Regions from separate parts of the Capsicum annuum genome. Here region 2 is linked to region 1. Evidence: chromatin contacts called from public Hi-C data. All regions are on one chromosome and are shown on one strand. The core of a region is the stretch at or near the end of the contact, and the rest is flanking DNA. Distances in the headings are between cores, read along the strand shown.

Region 1 (7,828 bases), core at 3,406-5,905:
CTTCAAATTTCAAAATATTATGAAGAAATTTTCCTTCTTGAAAACCTCAATTCCTATATTGGAATTGCAACAATTACGTTGCTTTTAAGTCTATTATGAGCTTTTCATATATAGTATATGGAATGATTGATCCAATTTCAATTTTGACGTGAATTTATTTCTGAAATTATCAAAATTTCATTAATAATTTATTTATATAATTAATAAAAATATAATTAAATGACTTTTTTCTTTTATATTTTACCATATATTCTTCTCTTACCATTTATTTTACGACTTTATAATTTTTGAAATATATTTTCTTTTACCATATAAATTAGGATTCTTTAATTAAATATTATAAAAATAATAATGTAATAGTACTTTAAGAAAAATAGGTGAAAAGACAATTTTGTGTATTTTAATGAAGGGCAAAAAGTTCAAATCACTTTTTAAGGGTCTTCACACTTTTAATATATTATAGATTATAGATTATAAATTATAGATTATAGATATAGATTATAGATTATGTAATATGTTTTTATAGTTAGGGATTTTAATAAGGTGAGAATGTATGTCAATTAACATGGAAGTGCTAAAAGTTGTCTGAATATTTTTATAATTTTCTGTGAGGAAATTCGGGTAATTCAGTCAAATAATCCACTTTATTAATTTTATTGATCAATTTTTAAATTTTTATATATTACAGTACTTATTATCTATCGAAGAAAATATCAAATACAATACATAAACAAGTTTGACCCTTATCGATATGAATTGTGGTGGGGTGCTTGGGATATCTCCATCTTTAATCAAAGGTTTGGGGTTGTTTGAGTATTTGATATGAAAATAAAAAAGATAAATAACATAAATTTCGACAGTTTGGAGCTTAATTACAAAAAATTTGACATTTACATAATTACTGAAATCCAATTTTGAATCTGTAAAGATACATAATTAGCTCCCGATTCATCCAACGAAGATATATTTTTTTCTTTATAAAAATAAATAATTACCCCGACACATTTTTTTGATTTTGGATCTGTCAAGATACATAATTAGCTCCCGATACATTCAACGAAGATACATAATTAATTTGAATTTTTGTAATTACTTTGTAAGGATGGGAATTTGTGTAAATATGGTAAGTTAATGTGTATGTTTATGTTATTTTTCCAAATAAAAATCATGCAATTGATAGTATCACCCCTAACAATTGGCTCTACATTAACGTGTGAAGTCTAATCTAATCAGGTTCCAATACGAACTCCGGATACCAAATAGGAAACAATTTTAAAAAAGTTGACCCTTTATAGATTATTTATACAATGGCCATGTCTGTATGAGCATTATGGAGTTTCATAATTAGTCCTCCATAGTCTTTGGTAAAGGAAATAATAAGTGTTTTGACATACAATTGAAAGTGGTTTTTATGAACTTATTAGTGTTGTCTACAAGGCGTGGGAAAGAGAGCAAGATTACCTGAATTAATAACAACATTTAGCTACTAAAGTTTGCTTTATACTACTTCCTCCGTTTTATTTTAACGGTTGTTTTAGCCTTTTTTTAATGTCTAATGATAATGTTGTACTCAGTATAATCTCATAAGTGTAGTCTGAAAAAATAAGATTTACATAGATCTTATGTCCTCACCCCTATCTTCTTGGGACCAAGAGTTTGTTTTTGATAGATTACCTTCGATTCAAGAAAATCATTTTTCAGAACAGCATGAAAGATATATTTTCATTAAGAAAAATAATAAATAGAAGATAAAGTTTACTAACTTACCCATGCAACAACTCCAATGTACTTTTCTTTTTTGGAATTCTTCTTTACCTTTCTGTAAAATGTACGTAGTGAAAACCATAAGTTAATTTTGCATGGATTTTTTTTTAAAAAAAAATCCTACGAATAACCCTTTAGAGTATATTTTGATTGTCTTAAGATGTGTGATCATCCTATAAAAAGAACGTTAGATAATTTGTAATATATATGAAGTGAAATTATTTCATAATGGAAGGTAAATCAATACAGGTATCGTACAACAGATGAAAAATCAAAATGAAAAAGAAAAAAGAATTAAAAGGCTTTAAATATAAAAAGTTTTGACATTTAAATGGACTTGTCTATTCACAAAATATTCACATTTCTAAGTACTCTATAAATTAAAGTTTTGTTTATTTAATGAAATAACTAAGAAAAATCTGAAGGTATAATTATAGGCTTTGTTAATCCTTGACAAAATTATTTATAGATTTTTTCAAATTGCATACGAACAATATCTTTATAAGGAAAAACTATTCTTTAATACCTCAAAATCATATCTTCTTTAATTATGTTTTTCTATTTCTCTAACAAAGCATAGTCTTCTTTTGGTCAAATGTGTTTATGTACAAACATGCATGAGCTAGGGAAATAATTGATTTGTCACTTAATCACTCTCTCACCGTTAATGTCCTCTTTCCCTTTAATTAAAATATTTTAATACTAACTTTTACTGAGTGATAATTTAATAATTCTTTACATTATAAGATCATTACAAGTAACTATTCATAATAAGTTAGAGGAATTTTCGCTCATATAAGTCCCGCAATATGGATGAAATATATATATCTGTTTGTTGTAGGAATCGAGCCAATAGCGTATTTATTAAATCAAGGAATGTTAGCGGTCTTTTTTGCTTCGCCTACTGCGAGAAAGAGAATCACTATCATTCTTCGCTTTGTTAGATTAATAAATAAAAAAATAAGTTAAGTAACATTCGAGCTATACCATTAAATCGCAACATATACATTAGACGATGATGACAAAAAGAACACATTCATTGAGATTTCATTCGCGAGATCTAAACAAGGAGCCGCAGATGTACACAATCTTACTATTACCGCATGAGGATAAAAATATTTTTTAGATAGACGACCATGACAATTAGAACATATTCAGTGAGATTACAGATGTACATAATCTTACTATTACCGCATAAGGATAAAAATACTTTTTAGATAGACGACCATGACAATTAGAACATATTCAATGAGATTACAGATGTACATAATCTTACTATTACCGCATGAGAATAGAAAAATTATTTCGAATAGACCCTAGAGATCAAGCAACATTATGTCATGAAATCCTTGACCAAATGTTGAATAGTATTAATTAGCAGCTTAATGAATTATCAGCCATATGGTCAGATCTATCAGTATCATCATTACATGTGTTTCTGACTCAATTATATGATAACATCATTACGATGCCTCTTTTCTTTAGTTTAAATTAACCCAATTCTTTATGATTTGCAATCATGTGATTAGTTACGTAAATAAAGAGAAAGGATTCATATTCCTTAAGAAATAAGCATAGTATATGGAAATTTCAAGGATTTGCAATTTAAGGAAATAAATAATATTTTTTATTTTCAACTTGGTGTCTGCTACCTGTTTTCAGTCTGAATAATTCAGAGAAGTACTTTGAAATGATAAAGCTTAAACTTGAAATTTCTGATTAAGGGCGAAGGGTGGTTATCATCCCACTACAATTATTAGTTACAAAATAAATATATTTTTTTTCGTTTCTCTCTCGGTGAACGCTGTTCACTTTCACTCCAACTAAATATCTGAATTCGCGTTGAGAAGTACTTTGAGGGTTAAAGAGTTTTCGACAAAAATAACTCAATTTTGATTGAAATTCGAACACAAGTCTGACTAATGAAGAAGAAATACTAATCATCCCGCAATAACTATAAGTGACAATATGAATAGTTTTTTTGGTTTCTCACTTGATATCCAATATCGATTTATAATTCGACTAATTTCGAGTTCATGCTGAAAAACACTTTAATTTGGAATTTAAAGAACTATCAACTGAAAAATGACTATTCTAATCAGAGCTCAATTCAAAACTATGATTATACACTAAGGACACTAACCATCCCGCCACAATCATTAGTGACAAAATAAATATTTTTTTTTAATTTCTCATTCAATGTGATATATTATTCATTTTTAATTCAACTAATATGAATTCACATCCTAACAAACATTTCGAGGGTTATAATACTTTCAACAAAACACTATTCTATTTTAATCAAGCTTCAATTTGAAATTTCTGATTGAAGATTAAATGGCGTGTACTAACCACCTCAGCCACCACAATCATTAGTGACAAAATAAATAATTGACTTGGAAGGGATGGTGACCCACTATTGTAAAACCTTGCTCCCATGTGGCTGTTTAGTCTGTTAAGGACTGGGGTCTACCGATTTAAAAAAGAATTACCTTTGAGGGGAGGCAAGAAAATTCTTCTCATGATTTGCCAAAAAATAAAAAATCTAAAAGACTATAAAATAAGTGAAAGTAGACTAATTTTTAGCATATAATTCAATGTTGCTAAAGCACTTATTTTTTTTTTCTTTATATATATTAACTCACTTTGGCCACTTTCTTATGTCTCCAACCCCAAATTTTTTCCACTCTCCCCTCTTTTCTCTTTCAAAATTTTTGAACTTTGAAGAACATATCAAGATTAGTTTTCTTGATTTTTAAAGCAACTTAAGGAGGCATCCAAAGGGATCGCATTGATCCGGTCTCTTTGTTGTTTGGACTCTTCAAAAATATCGATAGGTACATGTCAAACTCCTCGAAAATAAGGTATTTCGGAAAGATTCAATATGGATACAACAATGTCTTTTGTGAGAGTTTGAGCAACATAACTTTCTGTTTGTTATGTTGCTCGAACTCTGCAGAATGTATGTTGTCACAAATGTATCAGTCAAATCTGTTAAAAATACACTATTTCTTGAAGGATCCAACATGTAATCGACAGAATGTTTGAAGTATCTGAACAACATCATCTTTTACTTCAATAAACAAGAAAAAATTGAATTTGGATCATGCTATCCCTTTGGACTCCTCCTTTTGGAGCTACTAATAGCTTGGGGATCTGATGAATAGCAAAGAAACATCAATGCTGGTATCTTAAACCATTCATGTAAGTCCAATTAAAAGTACACATTAATCATTTATTTTATACTAAGTTACGCATATTTCGATTATATCATTGTTCAAATATCTGTTATTTTTAACCATCACAAACAGTAGTGAAGTCACAAGACATAAACGGAAGAATGGTCAGTTGAACACCTTTCGTTTAATAGTTATATTACCGTGATGTAGAAATTAAAAGTTGAACACCTTTCGTTTAATAGTTATATTACCGTGATGTAGAAATTAAATTATACTTCTTATATATTAAATCTTAAATTCTTAGGGAAATTCTTGATTTATCGCTACAAATACAAATATTGAGTTACTTTGTTCACCGTACAAATACATTTAACATTAAATCCATTTTTTTTAATCTTCATATGGAGATTTATCGACCCTCCTTTCATTTTCCTTTTATTAACTTTAAATTAGTGGTTTGAGGATGCTTTTTTAATTATTTTCTGCATAAACTTATCTACATTTACTGTGGTCCCAATTTACATAATTAAGAACAATTAATAATTACCCCTAAGGGACCAGAAATAAATTGCAACAAAAGTTGAATTTTATCTTCGTAAAAGTCAACAAAAAAAAGGTCATTGTTGATTGTGAGTGGTATAAAGATTCTATTATATACATGATTATTCATAACTTTAGAAAATATAGAATTAGTTACATTAGTTTGGTATAAAAGATCATGGGTTCGAGTGATGAAAATAAAAAAAATCTAATTGAAAACGTGCTCCTAGTTAGAAATAAATCTTGCAATATATAAATATAAAATTAATCGAAATTCAATATAAATATCAGACACCATATCTTGCTATAAACCTAAAGAAAAAAATTAAGTTGGAAACTTTTTATCATCATGACGTAACATCAACAGCTTAAGTTTACATCTAGATTGAAAATAGTACTTAGTAACTTTTACTACCAATTCAGAATAATAAATTTATAATTAATTTGGACTGTTTATTACGAAGGAAAATATTTTTCTTAAAAGTATAAAAATATTTTCATTCTGAATTATCTTAACTTTTTGCTCAATATCAGTCCGATTATTATTCTTATTAGTATTATCAATCTTTAATACTCAAAAGTTTCATTAAAAAAAATATCCTTATTCTCCATAAGAATACTTGCATTTTACACTTTTTTTCTTCTTTTCTAATAAACTATCCATTTTATCAAAATAAAGGTTTGAAGAGAAATGGTGTTTTATGAGGAGATTTAGTTCGATTTTAAATAGTATCAATCGATTCGATTTCGAACATTATAGCTAGCATATAATCTTTCTCAAAATTTTAAGCATATTAACAAACATATAATATCAGGCACACACTTCTATCACATAGCATGAAGCCATGAACCATTCATCTGTCTTTTTCAACATGCTCCTAACATATAAGCATTTGAAAGAACAATAATATGTAGAAATCATTGTTTACTTGTTATTCTTTTTTTTTTTTTGTAAATTACTGTCTTGATTAATCCCCTCGGAAATTAAACACTGTGGGATTGTTTTATATTGTGTTTGTTTGAATTTTTTTATTACGAGATTAGCAGTCATGTAATTAGTTATACTACATTTAAGGGTTGTTTGGTTGTTGGTTTGGAGATAGAATTATGCCATTGTTAAATTTTGCATAAATAATATCATATTTGGTAGGTGTTAGAAGGTAAGTATACATGTATAGAATTAATACGGTGTTTGATTGGTATATAGAAACTGCATAACTAAAATATGTAAGAGTTATGAGGGAATCTATATATTATTTTATGCAAGATAGAATGTAAAATAAGTAATACATGAATAATTAAATTGCAAAATTAATATCCGTATAAAATAAGACATAAATTCTTTTATAACTAATCCATATGTTACTGCTTACTAGTATCTGCATAGTGCTAACCAGCTACCAAACAACACCCCTTATGATATTAGTTTTATACCACTTTCAATATATGGTATGTCTACCTTTGCAAATAAATTTATATATTCTAAAAATATATGAATCAAATTAAAAAAAAAAAAACACTTGAAAGAAGCGTGTGTCTACTACCATCATCTTATCTTTTGCCATTTGTTTTCTACCCATTTTTACATTTGAAATTTTAAAGAGGGATGAGACCAAACATCCTTTTTATCATTTTTAAATTAATTTTCCTTTTGTGGTGGGAAAACTTTAATAAATAAACACAATTGAAACAAGAGTACAAGAAGGATGGTGGAGTAAGGGGTCCATTGTCAATGAGATGCAAGAATTTTGGACAATGGATTGTCTTCAAATGGGTAATATGTAGGCCCATTTGTCCCCTTCTTGGGCTACAAAAACATGGGCCATGGCTATAGAATGAGTCCAATGACACATAAAATTGCCAAAGAAGGACCTAGTAATGATTTTCTTTGGAAAATTTTGTAAAATAGTTCTATTAGCATTTGGTTTTTGCAAAAAAAAAAAAGAAGAAGAAGAGTTTTTTCTATATTTCAAAACGTAGCAACACTTTGATTTCAAAACGTAGCAAAATACATGTATTCACGCATATATAGTATTTCATCCTAACTGAAAATCATAACATTTACATACAATATCTGATTGTAACTATATGTATATGTGCGACCAACTGTATATGTAATTATGTATATATGGGTTTTTAAGGCAGAAAATAATGTATGATCAACTGTATGTGAGAACAACAGAGGCGGCTAAACCAGAATGATGGCCTAAAGCCAAACCATAAAAAGAGGCTTTAAACTTATTTCGTAATATATTAATAAATAATTTAAACGTATAAACAAAATACAATAAATAATTTAAGATGGAAAAAGTATAATATAAGATGGAATAATACGTGGGAGTAAT
Region 2 (7,828 bases), core at 1,834-4,333, 87 kb before region 1:
GTTAAAAGAATGTGTCCAAATCCAACTCTATTCTATAAGTTGTGTGGTATATTATCCATCTTTAATTTTCTTTGGTAAGACATCCATCTATTCTTTAATTTCTTGTCCCTTTGATTTTTGTAGGGCTAATAATTCTATTTAAAGTTGTATCTTAGTTTTGTAGATGTTTGACATGTGATATAAAGTAAACCACTATAGTTATGCGACTTAAGCATGTAACATTGGAATAGTATTAAAACATTCTAAAAGATTCATATATATTCATATTGCAATAATAAATAGAAATTTGTTGACTCTATCTTATTGTTCAATTGAAATAGTTAGCTCATGTTTCCATTATTTTATCATTATCAATTTATTATTAGCTAGTTAAAAATTGAAAAATCAAATCAAACCAAACCAAAATCGATAATAACCAAATCGATGATTTTTATTTTATTTGGTTTGGTTTGATTTTAAAATTTTAAAAATTAATTAAATTGATTTGATTTTGATTTTAATTAAAAATTGATCTAAATATATCGAACCATGAACACCCCTAATCATCGTTGCTTGCTCGACTTGGGATATAGAGGCATGCATTGCCTCGGTTTTTAATTACTGAATTCTACATTTTTATTAAAACGATCGTTTTGTTCTCTTGATTATAAAATAGATTTTGATTTACTGTTATATGGTTTTGAACACACATAATTACTAATATAAGGTTCAATAACTTTTTCTATCAAAACATATAAAGATACAGAACAAATGCCAACTATATATAAGACTAAATGTTGGAATATTCTGAAGAAAATACCTGTTGATATCATATGTTATTTATTCAGTTCATTCAGAAAGTAATTAATGGACTGTACAAGTTCATTAAGTCCTATATATGGAATTAATATTTAGTGGACACAACTCTTTAGGCCTGTTACCACTTTAGCTGAACTGGATGTTTTTATGTGTATATTGGACCACAAATCTTTAAAAAAATTGTGCAGGTAAAAATAATCAGTGCGTTGGGAGGAATTAAAATCTGTTGGCTACTTATATATATAAAATGAATAAAAGAAAATAATATTTTTAAATTTTTTATACATAAAAATGAAGATTTTGTTGTAAAAAGAAACATGAAACTAAAAGAAAAATTGTAAGTGGCATGTACATAAAAATATGATCTTTTGTAAAAAGAAACATAAAATTAAAAGAAAGATTGTAAGTGACCTAAAAAATCAGTTCTTCTCTACTGAGAGAAAGAACAACTCTTATTTTCTATGGACTTTTACTTAAATGCAAAATTAATCCACTTTAATGGAACAATCAAATTATCGAGTATATGATCTTGAATAAGAGGGTGTGGAGGACACGTATTAAGAAAGTTATTAGGTAGTGAAGTATTGTCTTGTTTTTCGAGGGTGTAGGCTAGTTGGTATTTGTCGTTACATTGTACTAATCGTATTTTTATAGTTCTTGCTTTTCATGGTGTTTATTGTGTTTCAATTATTGTATCATCTTTTTGTTGTTCTTATTCTTTTCTTGTAGGCTTTGTAGTACTGCTTACCTCGTTGATTATATATATTATGTTTCCTTCACTATTCTCTTCTTCTTTATACTTGAAATTGCTACGTTTGAGCTAAGAATATTTTCAAAAATAACCTCCGTACCTCTATGAGGTAGTGATAATAAGGTCTGTGTACATATCCTTCCCAAACTCTATTTGTGGAATTTCACGAAATATGTTGTTGTTAGTAATTTTTTTTCCAACAAGATATATACAATTATGGTAAAAACATACCGCTGACATGTAAAAAACTTATAATTCTGCATCTCTAGGTAAAAATCTTATATGCCTATAGCTAGAAAATCATTAGGAATAAAAAATTTTAAATTTAAAAATTTTCAAATATAAAAAAAAACGTCAATTTTTTGTAGGAGTATATATTAAATTCGATCTGATCCTTTATATAAAAAAAATTCCCCCAAAGCATGTGATCAACACATTGAAGGACCACATTTGTAACATCAATTGTGCATGTGCAGTCAGCAATTGGGTCATCTTGGCTTTAAAACTTTATTTCTCCCCTATTAAATGGTTGTTGAAATGGCACAAAATTAATTTTGATAACAACTTAGTGTTAGGAAATTCAAATCCATTGAACATTGACATTAATAAAGCATGCCCCTGATAATTGCGTTGTTGTGCCTGGATTGTAAAGACTCGAGAAGAGATGGGAAATATGTTCCAATTTCATTTGATTACATGATTGATCCATCACCTTATTATTTGAAAAAAAATAAATTCCCGGACTTTGTGTCTCTAAAATTAAAAAAAAAAAAAGATAGCCCAAATGTCCAATGACCTACTTTTTCAATGTGATAGGTTTAATTTGTTGTAGTTTGCCTTCAATTAACCATTTCAATAGTCTTTAATTTAGGGTTATAATAAAATCGTGATTTCAAATTAAAAAAAAAAAGAGGGCTTGATCAAAGAAGCCCTTTTGCTACCAGAGATGAATTTATTCTGATCTGATCTCGATCTATCCTTCAAAATACCTTCAACCAATCGTAGATATCAAGGGTGAGATATAAAAATCGACCTCCTTTTCTATCACAATCTTGTTCAAAAACTTATATTTGCAAATGAACATTTCAAAGTTACAACAACAATATATTCAACGTACGTAATTTCACAAGTAAGAATTGAAAAGAGCACAAGTACGTGAACGTTGCCCTACCTTTAGAGGGAAACTTTTCAAAGTTACGACTATAACAACATATTCAGTGTACATAATTTCATACGTAATAATTGAAGAGAGTACAATATTCGTGAACGTTACCCTACCTTTAGGGGGAATCTTTTCAAAGTCACAACCATAACAACATATTCAGTGTATGTAATTTCATAAGTAAGAACTGAAGAGAGTACAATATACGTGAACGTTACCCTACCTTTATGGGGAAACTTCTCTCAAAGTCACATGGACACAATTAGGAAGTTGTTCACCAAAGGACAATTAAATTAGTGCAAAAGGACACATTTAGTCCCACCACACCATCCTATTGTCAAGTTGAAAGTTAATAGCTTTAATCAATGTTGAGGTGAATATACATTGTTGGGCCATTGTATTTATGTCTGACCAAGAAATAGCTAATTAAAGACATTCTCACAAACACACTCAAATTTCTCTGAGGTTGTTGGCACAACAAGAGAAAAATCGTGGAGTTGTCAGTGCCAATAGCTTTGGTTTGTTCTCTTTTGTATATTATTATTGCAAATATACAAAGTAATTAACGATGTTGTGAGGTTAATTTTTGGACAAGACATAAAAACATGTCTGAATTTTCCTAAAATTATCACTTATACATTTAAATTATGTTGCGAGTTTATTCTCTATTAGTTTCTGCATGATTTCTCTATTACCGTATATATTTTTTTTATTGATTTCGATATGCTTTCTTGAGTTGTTCACCAAAATTAAATTATCGAAACTCCGATCACTGTGAAATTAAACTAGGTACTATGACCCTTTAGACTTAATTTTTCATATTTTTTACCTCCTTCAGTATTTGGTAATAAATAAACAAGTTAAAATTTGGTTCTTATCATATGGGGAGGGTTTATGTGGGTTAAAAGGTTATGCAAGACGAGGTGATTCTTAAATTTGTGGTCTAAGAAAAGACCCGCACTTGCACCACCCCATTGCCAACCCTATAATCTTATGTCCATTATTTCATTTTATGCACTTCGACATAAGGGTGTTAAGTGGGTTGGGCCGGGTCAACCCGGAACCGGCCTATGAATTTTATCCGGTTAATGGGCCGGTCCGGATTCGGGCTTAGTTAAACGGGCTGGTCAGGTTTCGGGCTCAACAGTAAATTTTTTTTAAACAACCCTGAACCGGCCCACTTAACCCAACCCGGTCAAAAGCAGTCAAAAACCAAAAAATTAAATAAAAAATTCTCCAATATACACTATATATACCCACCTATATACATTTTAAATACGTTAAACAATAGATATACACACTATATATATATATATATATATATATATATATATATATATATATACTACATTACTATTTTAAAAATATATACACATAATACATATACACAATTACACATGTAATATATACTACCATAGAAGATATATACACATATATACGTACCATTCAATATATACATACTATTTTAAATAAAATATACTACAATATATATACTACAATATATACACACACTATCTATATATAGTTATATACTAATTTATAAAACATATACACATGTATACGTTTAATATATACTACCATAGAAGATATATACATATATATACGTACCATTCAATATATACATAATATTTTAAATAAAATATACTACAATATATAGATATTACTTTGAATATATAGTTATATACTAATTTATAAAACATATATACATGGATACATTTAATATATACTACCATAGAAGATATATACATATATATACATATCATTCAATATATACATACTATTTTAAATAAAATATACTACAATATATACTACAATGTATACATACTACTTTATATATAGTTATATACTAATTTATAAAACATATACACATGTATACGTTTAATATATACTACCATAGAAGATATATCTATAATATATTAAAAATGGGAAGACCCTTAGAAAAGTCATTTGAACTTTTTGCTCTTCATTAAAAATTTCTACTTTAGACAAAATTGTCTTTTTACTTTTATTTTATATCTAACAATTTGAAATTAACTAAAATTATAAGGAAAAGAAATAATAATTCGAATAACAAGAAAGGCAAATCATGCAAATAAAAAGGAAAGAAAGAAGAAGTCAAACAAGGAGAAGGATAAAAGAATCACACATAAAAGGAATAAAAAGAAAACAAGAAAGGTAAACAATAAAAAAAATTTAGAGAATTTTCCTTATATAATCCATAAAATTATATTTTAAAAATTAAATATTAAAATATGTCATAAGATAAAAATATTTGGAGGTAATAATTAAAGAGTCCTAAAATATGTGGTAAAAAAATTAAACAAAAATTACCATAAAAGATACTATCTAAACTTGAAAATAAAAATAAAAAGTTGATTAAAAAATTCATGCGTTCAATATGTTCAATTTTATTTCATCTACAATTCTAAGTCCATGTATATCTATTACGTGCTTTTGTTGAACATATTTTATTTTTGGTTTTAGGTTCTTGATTGTTTGATTTAGAATGTTTTTTCTTTCAAAAATTATATTATAATGTTTGATTTATTTTGCATCTGTTTTATAGGTATCTTGAAGACAGATGATGATGATAATATCAACATGATTGATGAACACAATTTTAAAGGTAAATTGATTTTCAGATGTCTTTTTTTGTTCAATCAGTGTTGTGTATAAGAAATCCTTTTGTTGCGTTGAAGACATGAAGTTGAAGAATTACAAGCATTTGATTAAGGGTTAAGAGACCTCAATCATTTCACACCACCATTATTGATTTGAGACTTATGAATTTGTAAATATAATTCGAAGATGATTCCTATTGAGTTATCTAGGTAAGATACATCAACATAACATCTCTATATCTCATAAACTAAGGACCATTATAAGTATTACAGACTCCACTTGTGAAATTGAATTATATTTGTATTGTTGTGTTTTGTAATTTGATTTATTTTGATACTGAATTGTTTGTTATTTTATTTAAAATAGATGTAGAGTATTGGAGTTGAAGCTTCTTAGATCAGTCAAGAGTATGTAAGTTCGTGTTTCTTTGCTTTAAAGCTTTAAATTGATAAGTTAGGTTAACTTTGACAATTTTTTTGTAAACACCTGTTTTGAATAATTGAATAATCTTAGTGAGTTGAATTGATGATAAATTTTAGAGTAAAATCTTCATATAAGGAGATATGTTATAGTCGTTTAAATAATAATAATAATAATAATAATAATAATAATAAATTTTATTATTATGCATATAAGATGGTCATAATCTAAGTCAATTCCTTATAATTAAGAAAAAGTTGATTTCTCACCTTACATAGAGTTTTTTTTTTTTTTAAGTTGATTTCTTTCTCCAATAAATTTTTTTATTACTTTGGTCACTTTCCTCTGTGTAATACTTATAATATGTAATAGAAATAAACTTTTAAATTATTTGACACACGTGCAAAGCACGTATATTAAACTAGTACACATATATATGTACCATTCAATATATACATACTATTTTAAATAAAATATACTACAATATATATACTACAATATATACACACACACACACACACTATATATAGTTATATACTAATTTATAAAACATATACACATGTATACGTTCAATATATACTACCACAAAAGATATATACACATATATACGTACCATTCAATATATAAATACTATTTTAAATAAAATATACTACAATATATATACTACAATATATACACACACTATATATATATATAGTTATATACTAATTTATAAAATATATACACATGTATACGTTTAATATATACTACCATAGAAGATATATACACATATATACGTACCATTCAATATATACATACTATTTTAAATAAAATATACTACAATATATACACTACAATATATACACACACTATATATATATATATATAGTTATATACTAATTTATAAAACATATACACATGTATACGTTTAATATATACTACCATAGAAGATATATACACATATATACGTACCATTCAATATATACATGCTATTTTAAATAAAATATACTACAATATATATACTACAATATATACACACACTTTATATATAGTTATATACTAATTTATAAAACATATACACATGTATACGTTTAATATATACTACCATAGAAGATATATACACATATATACGTACCATTCAATATATATATACTATTTTAAATAAAATATACTACAATATATACATACTACTTTATATATAGTTATATACTAATTTATAAAACATATACACATGTATACGTTAAATATATACTACATTAGAAAATATATACACATATATACGTACCATTCAATATATACGTACACATATAAAATATATGTACATCTTTAAATAAAACATATGCTACTTAATATAATAAATTAATAATACTTTATAGTAAATTAGTAATATATTAAAACTAAGTATTTAATTTAAACTAGAAATTCAATTTATATCATTAAATGGAAAAAATTACAAAGTAAGAATTAAGGAGTGAATGAATGCTGAATTTTATTGATTGCAAAATGATCCAAAATTTATAATTTACATGGATGGAAAATCTACAAATTTTGCATCATTTTTTTTGAACTCATTCATGTCAATATTAATGGGAACTTGTATAGGATAGTCAAAGTCAACGGGGGGTAAAACCGTGCATTGAACTTGATTTTGCTGAGTTCTCCCGTGAAGTCATAATTTCTTCAAGTCTTTGCTCGTCATTCGGCTCCGCTTCCATTCCCTGATTTCTTCATTCCGCTCTAATCCAATCTCTAAGGCAAACTAGAACATTCATTGCATTGTTTCCCAATGAATGTCAGTTGTCTCCAAGCTGTTGTCATCCCTGACTAAAAGTGTTCTCCGATGCAATGGTTGACATTGGAACATTCAAGATATCTCTGGCTAATCTTAAAAGCATAGGATATTGTGTTTCATTATTCCCCCACCAATCCAACACGTTGATTCATCGTCTGCGATTCTCTATTGGTGTTCGGAGATAATACTTCAGCTCTTCTCGATAAGTTAATGTGGAAGCTCCCTCCTTAGCACTGTTCCAACAATTTAAATCATAAAAGTAATCAGAAAAATCACTATGTGCTGGCCTTTTAGAAGATGAAGG

What was found. Hi-C and Micro-C count contacts between places; a contact is called where the count stands out from the background.
Region 2: a contact with region 1 is called in a Hi-C map of leaf, with 4 times the contacts expected there. The contact joins two enhancer-like sites. A contact is called at or near these places in 4 of 5 Hi-C or Micro-C datasets (bud, leaf and placenta).

Annotation. Positions count from the first base shown.
Region 1 is chr5:208,912,403-208,920,230 of UCD10Xv1.1, reverse strand. No RefSeq gene overlaps it. Among protein-coding and RNA genes, the nearest start is that of LOC107871155, 100 kb to the left of the region's middle. Within about 2 kb of position 4,655, at least 3 of the 5 cell types and tissues checked have an H3K27ac peak or open chromatin away from gene starts, as enhancers often do. A contact at or near this core is called in leaf, where this site is marked.
Region 2 is chr5:208,998,171-209,005,998 of UCD10Xv1.1, reverse strand. No RefSeq gene overlaps it. Among protein-coding and RNA genes, the nearest start is that of LOC107871155, 14 kb to the left of the region's middle. Within about 2 kb of position 3,083, at least 3 of the 5 cell types and tissues checked have an H3K27ac peak or open chromatin away from gene starts, as enhancers often do. A contact at or near this core is called in leaf, where this site is marked.